Linked DNA regions of Mus musculus: regions 1, 3 and 4 are each linked to region 2. Evidence: chromatin contacts called from public Hi-C and promoter capture Hi-C data. All regions are on one chromosome and are shown on one strand. The core of a region is the stretch at or near the end of the contact, and the rest is flanking DNA. Distances in the headings are between cores, read along the strand shown.

What was found. Promoter capture Hi-C pulls out the DNA fragments that hold promoters and counts their contacts. Hi-C and Micro-C count contacts between places; a contact is called where the count stands out from the background.
Region 1: a Hi-C map of liver shows a contact between it and region 2, with 3 times the contacts expected there. The contact joins the enhancer-like site here to the promoter of Ang in region 2. A contact is called at or near these places in 1 of 39 promoter capture datasets (embryonic stem cells), 2 of 484 Hi-C or Micro-C datasets (liver and uterus) and 4 of 115 datasets of contacts at active chromatin or transcription factors (bone marrow-derived macrophages and embryonic stem cells).
Region 3: a contact with region 2 is called in a promoter capture Hi-C map of liver, with 7 times the contacts expected there. The contact joins the promoter of Rnase13 here to the promoter of Ang in region 2. A contact is called at or near these places in 1 of 39 promoter capture datasets (liver), 3 of 484 Hi-C or Micro-C datasets (cortical neurons and uterus), 1 of 115 datasets of contacts at active chromatin or transcription factors (pancreatic cancer cells) and 2 of 9 other capture datasets (adipose tissue and pancreatic islet).
Region 4: a promoter capture Hi-C map of liver shows a contact between it and region 2, with 7 times the contacts expected there. The contact joins the promoter of Tlr11 here to the promoter of Ang in region 2. A contact is called at or near these places in 3 of 39 promoter capture datasets (liver and pre-B cells) and 1 of 115 datasets of contacts at active chromatin or transcription factors (microglia).

The regions. Positions count from the first base shown.
Region 1 is chr14:51,902,311-51,905,483 of GRCm38.p6, forward strand. Ndrg2 (N-myc downstream regulated gene 2) reads right to left here. Exons shown (of 15, transcript NM_001145959.1): 15 at 2,961-3,173. Among named protein-coding and RNA genes, the nearest start is that of Ndrg2, 9.6 kb to the right of the region's middle. Within about 2 kb of position 1,686, at least 33 of the 459 cell types and tissues checked have an H3K27ac peak or open chromatin away from gene starts, as enhancers often do. A contact at or near this core is called in embryonic stem cells and liver, where this site is marked.
Region 2 is chr14:51,094,573-51,097,539 of GRCm38.p6, forward strand. It overlaps Ang (angiogenin, ribonuclease, RNase A family, 5), which reads left to right and starts at 1,428. Exons shown (of 2, transcript NM_007447.3): 1 at 1,428-1,901. It overlaps Rnase4 (ribonuclease, RNase A family 4), which reads left to right and starts at 1,428. Exons shown (of 2, transcript NM_201239.3): 1 at 1,428-1,901.
Region 3 is chr14:51,921,320-51,924,379 of GRCm38.p6, forward strand. Rnase13 (ribonuclease, RNase A family, 13 (non-active)) reads right to left here and starts at 1,454. Exons shown (of 1, transcript NM_001011687.2): 1 at 841-1,454. The coding sequence starts at 1,361. The coding sequence ends at 900.
Region 4 is chr14:50,356,596-50,359,502 of GRCm38.p6, forward strand. Tlr11 (toll-like receptor 11) reads left to right here and starts at 1,319. Exons shown (of 2, transcript NM_205819.3): 1 at 1,319-1,430. The coding sequence starts at 1,421.

The DNA.
Region 1 (3,173 bases), core at 436-2,935, 810 kb after region 2:
TGGTTTTGTTTTTTTGTTTGTTTTTAGTTTTGGTTTCTGGTTTTGTGTTCGTAGTGACTCTACCTGGTCCTATCAGAGTATACCCTATATTTTCTATGAATTCACCATCATGAGGGAGAGTTAAATTGCTCCGGGCACCATATATCCTTGCTGAACCCTGAGTCTCAGGTCGGAATCCATCCCTCTTTTCAGGTTACTCCTGACTTACCTTTCAATGGTGCTGTTCCCACTCCAACCTTTCTTCTGATCTTGGTTTCACTTCTGCCTACTGTAAGGTCTGTACAATTATATATTGCTTAAAGACAAGGATATGTTCTGAGAAGCATATATTCAGTAATGTTTTTGTCGTTGAGAAAACACTGGAGAATGTGCTACACAACCCAAGAAGCCATTGGCGTCTGTAAGAGAATACTGTGGGTCTATTGTCACATAAGTGGTGAGATATATGTAGGGCTGGCCAAAATGTCATTATGAAACTCATAAGAGCTTCAAACTGACTGTAAGGTCCTTTTTCACTCTGTTCTGATTTCTCATTCTCTTGAGCTGTTTCTTACCTCACCTGCCCCTAATGTCTGGAAGACACTCAAATTCCTTAGGAAAAAAACAAGATTCAAAGCAGGTCTTGGTTTCAGGGCTGCCTTATGTTCATGAACAATAGGGCTGTAAGACTGGGGGCTGGCCACAGGGCGGCGCTGTGACTCCACAGGTGAACTAGACTATGTAGGTCCAAAAACTAGGGTCAACCAGAGACACCAAATGTCCTCCCCCAAGTTCCTGCAAAACACCTCTTCACCTGCCTTAGATTCTGGAGCAGAAACACCTATAGTTGTATGCACATACATGTACACTTAAATGAAATGTGAAAATCACTCTGCTAACAGTACTACTTTCGTAGGCAGATACCAAGCAAAGATTCCTCTTCCCTTCCATAATACACAACAGCAGCTCTACCAGTAAAGGCTGGTTGAGGTCTTAGGGCTTCACTTTTTCCTTACGTTGGGCTAAATGACCCCAGTGATTACATGCTTTGCATTCTTTCCCTGTGGCATTTCAGCAATCTTTTTTGTCTGACCCAACACCCATCCAGCAGCTAACTCTAACCCACTAACGCCCTCTTCTGACACTGGCCTACAACATGGAAATAGGCTTAGGGGTAAGGCTGCAGCTCAGTAGTAGAGCACTGGCCTAGCACGCACAAGGTCCTGGGTCCAATCCCCAGCACAAGAAAGAAAAGCCTCAGCAACAAGGACACAGTGGCTCACTACCGTGTTGGAATGTGAGCACTTGATGTCAAGGGGCCCAGTTTCCCACTCACTGCCATTGAAGAAATGCGACAGTTGGGATTTCCATAAAGCAAGCTTTAATGATCGCAAACAATATTCTATCTACATAATTCATAAAGTGCTTTCTCCTTCATATTTGTGTGTGTGTGTGTGTGTGTGCGCGCGCGCATGCGCATGTTCACAGTGTACTCCTGAGTGTTTATGTCTGTACACCTACGTGTGAAGGCAGAGGTGGACTTTGGGTTGATTCCTCCATCACTCTACGCCTAATTTTTTGAGACTGGGTGTCATCCAGCCCAACCCTCTAAATCAAACAGCCACCGTTGTCACTCCTGCTTGTAAAAGATCAGCACGCCTGGGCGTGTTGGCACGTAGGCAGGAAGCAGGGTCACAGGACCCTCACCTGAGAACTCAGCCCTTTGTGCCAAATTCCATGAGGCCTGGGAGTCCTGGGGAGGGAGCAGTCTACAGTCTACAGCCCAGGGAACACTAGACGAGAGCTCCACCTGAGCCGCAAACGGGGAGTCACCACCTAGGCTGGGTACAGACCTTCCAGGGTACCTGCCTTAAAGTTACCCATAATCTCTATGAAAGCTTAGTGAACTCGGTGGCCCCCCAGGGTGAACTCTGATAGAGCTGAGCTTTGCTTTGTTATTGGGGCGTCATGAGGAGACATACAGTGCTTAGCCCCACACCCTCAGGAAGAATGTTCTCTCAATACTAGGTCCCAACTGAAAATGGTGTCCACTGATGGGCTAGGCTAGCCCACTAGTGAGCCCCTGGGGTCCTCCTGTCTCTGCCTCCCAGCCATGGGATTATACGTGCACAGTCAAACCCAGATTTTTTTTTTTCAGTGTATGCTAGGGATCAGAACACAGGTCGTCATGGTGGCACAAGGACTGTACATGCTGAGCCATCTCCCCAGCCCCCTCCTTTTGCCTCGAGAGTCCAAGAAGGAACCTGCGACAGCTACAAGACATCTGAATCCCCATGGTTGTTACTCATAATTGCTTAACGGCCTCTTACAGAACCATCATTTTGCTCCCAGATCCCCTGGAATCCATCAGTGAGTAAAATCCTAAAAAGAAGTCCCTTTGACTGTGACCTTCTTGAATCACAAATAGGATGAACTTATAAGCAGCAGTGCCCTGTGGTACGTAGCACTCTGTGTCCGAGTTTACTCTCTTGCTGAATGATCCATCTAAAATGTACTCTAGGTAACGCAAAGGTGACATGGAGGCTCACAACCATCCTTAAAGAGATCTGATGCCCTCTTCTGGCAGGTATGAAGACAGTTACAATGTACTTACATATAATAAATAAATATATTGTAGCCGTCTTCAGACTCCAGAAGAGGGCATCAGATTCCATCACCATGTGGTTGCTGGGACCTGAACTCAGGACGGCTGGAAGAGCAGCCAGTGCTCTTAACCGCTGAGCCATCTCTCCAGCCCCTCAGTCGGTTTTCTTAAAGGACATGATATTGATGACATCTCTACAACAGCTCCTCTTTCCCAAGCTTAAAAATGCTATTAATAAAAAGAATGACACCACTTTCTTGGCTCCCGTGGTCACACTCTGTGCAGCTTTTATACCCCACAAGCCATCCCAGGTGCTTTCAGAGGAACAAGGAAAGGCAAGCAAGGGGCAGGGTACAGGCGCATTCAGACCCGGATTAACAATGCTGTTCAGTTTCCTCTATAGTTTATTGTCACAGCAGAAGTTGTGTGAGACAGGAGGTCACGCTCTACACGTCACAGTATGGTCAGAGCCTGAGGTAGCTCTTCCCACCCTGATGCCAAGCCCCAAGCAGTCGGACCTAAGCTCTTTCCCTTAGTCCCACTTTAGGTGCACGCTGACAGCTATCCAAGTTAGTGTGGCCAAAGGACC
Region 2 (2,967 bases), core at 178-2,677:
CTGCTCTGTGGTCAGGAACAAAAGCTCATTGGTGAAGGCAAACTAACTGATTTCAGAACTTTTTGCAGGCAAGTGTAGAACACTCCCAGGTTCATTGCAACACCTCCAATGACCTCATCAGACCCCAGGGGAAGCATCTTCCAGCTCCCACAGCCAGAGATTGCTCGGCTTAGCAATCAAGTTTATTTAATAACTGCTACCAAATCTTGCATCTCTGAACCTTTAAAGAGAAGCCCAGAATGTTTTTCGTGGTTAGAGGCTCTAGATCAGTTGATGAGGACTTATGTGTCAGTCACTGAGAATATAGAAATGAGTAAGTAAAAATTCTTCTCTGGAAAGGATCCACCCAATGGAGAGACACTGAGATTAACTAACTTAAAGGAATGTTGGCAGCCCATTTCTTCAGTTACACCAACGGAAGTGAATCCAGATCCATCCCGACCGTACTGTGGGTCCTTTATACCAGTGCAGTCTTCCCCAAGTGTTCCCAAGTCCGGGTGTGAACATGTCTGCAAGTCAGCGCCCCAAAGCTGCCTGCTTGCATTTTTGCTGCTTTCTGAGGGTTCCCTGTTCCTGCCACACAGAGGACCAGCCTTGCTGAGGGAGTCTGAAGATGCTGGAGTGCTGAATTCTTCCTCCTGCTACGGCGAGTCAGCTGATGCTCTCGTTTTTTTTTTTTTTTTTTTTTTTTTGTGCCCAGACTCACCTCAGACATCCCCAGCACGCTTCCACACAGTGAGAGATGCTTTGCCCCTGCCTCCACCTCTACTCCGCTGACAACCTGTAGGTCTCCCATCCCTATTTTTGCTTTTAGAAATTAGTACAGCTTAAATCACACATAAATATCTACACAATGATGGAGCAAAATCTAGAAATTGACAAGGAGCTAAAATATTGCAACTTTGCCCTATATACAAGATAAATGTATGGCAACTTTTAAAATTGTATGTATTTATTTATCTGCATGTATGTCTGTGTACCACACATATGCAATGCCCAGGGAGACCAGATGAAGGCATCACTACATATGGTTGGGAACTGCCATGTGGGTCTGAGAACTGAACCTGAGTAAGTGCCTGCAACCACTGAGCGATCTGTCCAGCCTTGAAGATGAATCTGTTAGAACAATTCTAGTAGATTTCTTCACTACCTCACTGTGTACTTTCTGGGTTTTAGAAGTCTGACCCCGTGGCTTGTCTACTCTTCGATCTTAGAGTTACCTCATAAGCAGAGCAGACATGCATAATTTCTTCTGTACTTGGTTCCCATAATGCTTAGATGTAGACAGCTGGTTTTGCAACTGTGCTTTAAAGAACAGGAAGCTGAGTAGCCATAAATATATATTCTTTTTTCTCCAGAGGATGGACAGAGGGAGGAGGAGCCCAGGAAGTGCTGTGTGTATTTCTGGGGGTTGGAGAGGTGGGGGCACAGTTGCCTCACTCCTTCCTTTAGACTTCTTTCAAAGTAGTTCCTGAAGTTGGCCTGAACGTCAGGGATAATATGTTTTTGGATCTATGGCATATGCACAGTGAAACTTCAGTCCTACCCTGAGCAAGGATAAGGACCATACACATAAGGAAAGAGGCAGCTTAGGAACAAAAGGCCGTGCTTAGCAAACATTATCATTGCTGAAAGAGATGTGTGGTCCACCAGGTGGTTAATATTTGACCCAGGCATGCTCAGGGGAAAGGTGAATGACTCCTTGTTTGCCCATGATTAGTGGCCTTGGTTTACAAGTCGCTGCCAAAGTAAAGATCCTTAGATAGGTTCTCCCCACCCCGTCACATGAGCACTGTATATTACCAGCCTGTGAGGAGCCTCTAGCTTCACACCGCAGGACCCTGTCTCCAGGAGCACGCAGCTGGACACATTCCCAGTCGGAGGAAAGCTGGCCAGCTTTGGTAAGATTCTTCCTTGTGGGTGTTCAACTCTCTGCTTCTTTTCCTCTGTGCTCTTTCTAGCAGTTCATCTATTTTAGTGAAACTGACTAACACCCCTTACGCTTTCTGGACTCAAACTTGCACATTAAAAAGAAAACGAGTAAGAGTTAAAATTTAAAATGAAAACAGGATTATTTGGTGTGGTTTGTATCTGGGAAGCAATTAATGGGATTTCGATCAAGGAGATGGAGATATAGGAGGGTTTCTTCAATTGTGATTAAAAGCCCCCAAAGGCTTAGGAAGCCATTTGCAGAAGGGCATGTGATCTGTCGTGTTTCCTCCATAACAAGCTTGGCTTGGCAGGAATAATAAGGAAAACCCCGAGTCTGGTGGTGGTGGTCCACACCTTTAATTTCAGCACTGGGGTGGTAGAGGCAGGCAGATCTCTGAGTTCAAGGCCAGTCTGGTCTATAAAGTGAGTTCCAGGACAGCCAGGGCTACCCAGAGAAAGCCTGTCTCCAAAAAGAAAAAGGAAAGAAAAGAAAAGAAAAAAAAAAAAAAAAAAAAAAAAGGAAAACCCGGAATCAGGAAGTACTTTCAGCAGTATTTCCTACTCAATTCTTTCCTAAAAAAAAAAAAGAAGGAAGAAAAAAGAAAAAGTTATGGACGCTCCTTAAAAACAAAGAGGAACATGAACCAAGATCAAAAGATGCTAGGTTGAGGGGAGAAAGGAGGAAAGACAGGAGGAAGACCAGGCACAGGGTGTTCTAGTCCAGTTGGACTGTTATGAAGATACACAAAGTAGGGAGAGTATACCTAGGAGAAGGGTGTTTATCACATTGCCACCCCAGCTGCAGGTAGTTTGCTACATGTCTAGTCTACATAGCACTGCCAACCCGGATTCCTGTGAGCACTACCTGGTTAAGAATGGGTAAACTGAGTCTGCACAAGAGTTGGAACTATTCCACTGCAGAAATCCGAATGACAGTCATTGTTGTGTATGCGACTAAGGTTCAGTACCTTTGGCCATGGCAGATTTACACCTGCACTCTCTAACAATAACACTCTCGCTTGTTTTCTCACAATT
Region 3 (3,060 bases), core at 204-2,703, 830 kb after region 2:
CACCAGGACACCTAAAGCAGGGAAGGGAATTCAACCATAATTGAGTTTGAATGTGTTTTTAACATTTTATTAAGAAATGAGTACAGATTCACAAGAAGTCAGTCTAAAAAGGGGCTCATGCGCCCCCTGCCCAGTTTCCCACAGTGGTTTTTACACAGAACATGACTGGGGCTGGGACTGCCTCTTCCCCTGTCACCTGAGTGAAAGAGATAAGGGGGTTCAGAGGGACCGAGGGACCTTGGAAAGGACAAGAACGATCATTTGAAATTGTGGGGGGCCAAGGTGAGAGAGATGGAGGACAGTGGTTGGAAACAGGCAGGCAGCATGGCTAACGTTGGTTGGGAAAGTCAGGGAAAACAGTACTAGGCTCCATGGTGGGAGGAGGGGAGAAGGATGGGTTATATGAAGGGAAAGGGGAAATCACAGATTAGTACAGGCTGGAGACTGGGGGCTGTGGGAAAGGGAGGCAAACGGGCCTGAGGTTCTTATTGCCGGAGCGTGGCAGGAATTGGAAGGGAACTTGAGGTTGCGGGAGGTGTGGTGGGGGTGGAGGACTGGCTGACACTAAAAACAGGCCTAGGGAGAGATACTGGAGCTGGGTGCCTGTTGCCATGGTGTGATCTGGGGCCTGGGCCTCCCTCCAGGAGTCGGGATCTGACCCAGCAGATACACAAGCACTGCCAGCTGGACACAGTCTGCTTCTTGGGTGGGTTTCACTGTCACTGGGAGAGGAAGGCTCATGGTGGGGGCCATGAGAAGGCGAAAGAGCCTGAAGGAGGGCGGGGTTCTGCTTCAGATGTCAGGAGGAAGACTTGCAGACAGACTCAGAGTTTGGGAACGGGCCTTCGTGTGGCATGTAGAGGCCTGTAGTAGGTGGGACTAGTTTGAGAACTAAGTCCCTAGTAGAGACCAATGATACCTATAGGCTCAGCATCATGCTTGCGGGAGCAGAGCAAGTACAGCCTTTGGTTGGTCAGGGTGCTGTTATAGCTACAGCTGGTTGGTGCCTGTTGATGAACCAGGGTGCAGATTGTGACGGGGAAGGAGTTCTGAGTGAGGGTGCAGTACTCGTTGTAGTTTTCACAGAAGCTCTCGCTGTATTTACAGAACTTCTGGATGTCTTCCAAGGGGGCGTGGACCACATAGTGGATCTTAGGGCAGTACCAGTCCTGCAGTTTGCCTCTCACGTAGGCCATGAGGCCATTACAGTATCCGTGGAATCCCTTTGGGTAGTTAACCATGGGGTAGTCAACATGTAAGGTTCGGAAGTTCTTGATGGCCGTCTGAATTGTGATGCCTGTCACCAGAGTTGGCCGGAAGACAAGCGGGAGGACAAGGAGCCAGGCCACATCTGGTGCCATGCCTTCTGCTGGCAGGGTTAAAGTAATTAGAGGCACATTGGGCTAACGAGACCTGCCCACGCTTCCCAGAGTCTCCGGTCTTCTCCAGCTTCCCCTGTGTGCCTCCCCTCACCTCTAAGAACTGCTCAGTAGTACCTTACAGATTCTGTCACTCCAAGAAGGCAAAGTACTTGCTCAAGGTCACCCCTCAGAGCAGCCATCTACAGCCAACCCTCCTCCTATGGTTCACCACCAAAGACCGTCTCACCCAGGCCTTGGGCTGTGCAGCACAGATTCACAAGTCCAGCTGGTCCTTGGAGAAAGGGGCTTCTGATTGCTCCCTGCTTCCCAGCACTCCTTATGGTAGCCACAGAAGGAGTGGAGAACAGGCTGCCTTGGTAGTCTCTGACAGCTCTGCAGGAAGAAACCTGAAGACAGTCAGGGGAAGAGAGTGGGAGGCAGGGATGTGTCTTGCCTAAGGCCGCTTACAGCCTAGAGGTGGGTTGAGACTGAAAAGATTTCTGGATCAAGACAGTCTGGGAGGAGGGAGTGTCCTCTGGATTTGAGGAGCACTGTGCTATCTGGGTTAGGTGGGTAGGAGGAAAGAGATACTGTCTGGTCTCCATGTGGGTATCCTCAGGACATTTAGATCCAACCTCCTGGCCAGAAATCCCAAAGTTCCTGGGACCTTCTTTGATGTTTGCTCTGGCTTACAGGTCCTGCTTTTAGCAACGTGGGAGGATAGAACCATCCTTTTTTATGAAGAACAAAGTGTTTACCTTTGATGGAGGGTTCACCAATGTCTCATCCCACTTATAAGCCCCAGGGCTGTGCCCATCAGCACCGCCCACCAAGGTGGCAGGCTGAGAACAAAGAACCTCCAGGACTCCCCACAGTGCCCCTTACCAGCTGAGTGTGCCAACACCTTGCACCCTTGACTCAGGGCCTGTCAGTTCAGAGCACTGCTAGGAATCTCTGCACGCTGCCTCTGCAGCCCCAACAAGCTGGTTCTGGCTCTTGAGAGAATGTGAACCACCTGGCCTGAGCAGATTCTTGGTACTGGCTGGTGTGTGTGGCAGTTTGTCCTGCTGAGGAAAGGGCTAAGTTACTCAGCTTTTTATCAAATATCTGGATCTTCATCAAAGTCAACACAAACAAGTTTCAAGGAATTTGCCAGCTCTAACCTTTGACACCACCCCCCACCACCACCCACCACCCCCACCCGCCGCCAAGCCCTGCAGCCATGTCTCCCTAAGGGCATTCTCCACATTTACAAATTTTGGGGCCTTACTTGTGACAGGCTCTCACTGTGTATGCCAGGCTGGCCTCAAACTGCTTATCAGTCTGTCTTCGGCCTCTTGAGTGCCAAAAACAGAGAGCTATGTATCACCCTGCCCATCCCCCTGGGATGCTCTTAGAACTTTTTCACCTTCATCAGCAGAAGCAGGAGTCAGAAGCCAGACCCCTAGGTGCTCTGCGGTTCACTGTGGAGCTCACAGGAAGGAGTTGGTCTCAGGAGACATATTGGTATTCTCTCTGTGGTCTCTCACTTGCAGCCTCCTCTGGACTGGTTCTTTCTGGCTACACAAACAAGAGCCCCAAATTAAATCTCTTCTCCTTAGACTCAGTTCTCTTGTGTCTTTGTCTTTATTTTCCTGCCGCTGTGCTAAAAAGCTTGGACAGGAGCAACTTTAAGAGAAAAGGGTTTGTTCTGGTTCAC
Region 4 (2,907 bases), core at 69-2,568, 740 kb before region 2:
TAGTTTAAGGTATGCTAGCAAGTGAATGCTTATGTGGCCAAGCGTAAACAGGGCAAAAGACCTAGGAGAGAATGGCCTGGAGTATATTGGGAGGTCAATTTTACAGAAGTTAAGCCAGAAAAATATGGTTACAAATACCTTCTAGTGTTTGTAAACACTTTCTCTGGATGGACTGAGGCTTTCCCTGCCACGCAGGAAACAGCTACCATGGTAGCTAATAAGATATTAGTAGAAAATTTCCAGAGGTTCAGAGTTCACAAGGTAATTGGATTGGAAAATGGTCCTGCTTTTGTAATACCTGATATCAAGACTAGACATGACAGGAGGCTGGAGAATTGATTTGGTGGGTAAACACATTTGCCACACAAGTATGAGGAACAAAGTACAAATCTACAGAACTCAAATAAAAGGAAAGATACAGAACAAACATCTATAATCTATAGGGAAATTAGGACAAAGATAAGGGAATTCCTGGAAGCTCTTGGGCCTACTGCCGTGGTATGTGCAACACAAAACAGAGATTCTGTTTAAAAACAAGGTAAAAAGCCCATGATACCAACAAGGTGTCAACACTCATTTTGTCCTCTGGTCCCCATACAGATGCCTGCACACATGCATCCATGTGATCACACATGCACGCACACGGGACTAGTAGTGAAACAAGAACATAGACTCAGGCTTACATGACAAACTGAATCCCAGCAACCATCGAAAGTGATCATTTGAACTGCCCTTGATTGCCATAAGGATTATACAAGCTCCCTCCAACAAATAAATTACCTCTAGTAGCCAAATAAAGACCTACCCCTTCAGAAAACTCTTCATTGCCTTTTGTTAATAAACTATGTGGAACCTCACCAGATTTGGGGCTGCATGCTTGCTGGAGCCAACATCTCCTGTGCAATGGATTCTGTGCTTTCACTACCATCTTCACTCCTACAACTCCATGTCTAGTTCTATTCATTGTTTGACCAAAGAAGGATCTGAGCATCACATCGCAGGACACCTGAGATCCCTCTAGTAACAGTAGTCTGAAGACAAAGGAAGGGTAGAAATGGCAGAAAGCATGAGCCTCTCTTACTTTAAGAGACAGAATGGCCCAGCAAAATGAAGACTGCTTTTTCAGATGTTGGGAGGATGTGATACAAAATGTGAGAACTGAAACGTATGGAGTGTACTAGGAAAGAGGAAGTCATGAAACTGAAAGAAAAAGAGACTGTCCAAGGAGAAGTCATTCCCCACTTTTTCTAAAATTAACTAAGCACTCTCTCTTCCCTAGAGCTCCCCACCTATCACCAATAACATATTTCTGTGCAGCAGAGCAGCCACCATTGTGGAGGGAAGAGGAAGGTTTTCTTCTTTAACTACGGGAGATGAAAGAAAACACCTCCTGAGAACCTGAATCTGTCTCCACCACCCCATGCTCAAAGGTAAGAAATGTTGTCCTAATACAGGATTTTCTGAATAAGGCAGATAAGCATTAGTGACACAAGCAGGGAAAAAGGGAAACAACTAAGCATCTCCCTCTATTGAGAGAAAGCCAAAGATCAGGGCCAGTGGTGGCCAGGAAGAATCTCTGGACAGTTGGACTAAGGGTTGCTACAATTTAGGTGATCACGGGAAACATAGTAGTTCTTGGACAATCTATGTATGTCTGTCAGAGGTATAATATTAAACCTGATAACTTGAGACAGAAGTTGCTATCATATCCATACTTCTATAGTGCCAGGCTCTTAGTACCAAAGTCACTGTGTCTTCCTGATCTGAGATCTATTCCAGTCCCTGAATTCATCCTAGATAAACTAAAAAGAAAAAGAAAGCTTAAATAACCATGGTACACTATTTGACACTTCAAGGCTCAAAAGAAAGGAAGGAAAGAAGGAAGAAAAGAAAAAAAGAAAAGATAAGGAAAGGAAAGGAAAGAAAAGAAAAGAAAAAAGATACCTCCCTTTGCTGTAGAAAGATGGGATAAGATCTCAAAGAGCATATTCAATGAGGCCATGCCATTTAGAAGATGAAGTCTCAGACTGTTCTCTGGCTCCTCTGAAGTTCAATGAAATCTGAGGCTCAGGAAGGAGAAAAACAGACACAGAGACAGACAGAGATAGACAGGGACAGACAGAGGCCCTCGGACACAATATCCTTACATGCCTCCAGAGTCAATGTGTTATCACCCAGGAGAAACAGTTCCTTGGTTACAAAGGAAAGTAGAGGAGTCCATGGCACTCTGTGCTAATCCTCTGCACAAGGGCAGAGCTACTTAATAGGACAGTGCCCTTCACTTGTGACTAACTGGTTCCTGTAATCCCCAGAACAACAGACTACTCTCCTGTCTCTTCCAAACCTTTCAGGGACTTTCATGACCACTAATTTAACAATGGTCATTCAGAGGCCTCTCCCCATGAGAGAAAAGACACAAATAATGAGAACATAGTCAACTCACCATCACCACCACCCTACACCCCTAGTGCTAGGCTCTAGGCTCAAAGGTATCAAGACATTATTTCCTTTGTATTTTATTAGCCTACTTTCTTTATTTCCTTTGAATATTTTACCTGAATTATTTTTTAATATTGTCTCCCTAAACTCAATTCTAAAATCTAGCTGAAATATTTCCTTAGTTCTGAATGTTTAAATCAGACCATTTATCCTAGTAGAAAAAATACTGACTATAGTTTCACATCTGGCACTCACTTTCTGCTTCTTTGACTAAGACAAGTAATTTAGCCTCCTTAGTAAAGAAGGACAACAGCCCACCATTGTCACATGGCTAAGAATTTTTCTCAGATATAAGTGTGTCAGTAACATGGTTCCCTTTTCCAGTGTACTCTCTAATGAGCAAATCAGTTTTCCACCTTGTTTTGTGGTGCAGACTATCCCTTTTTTTTGGGTCTCTGGTGGCAAGTA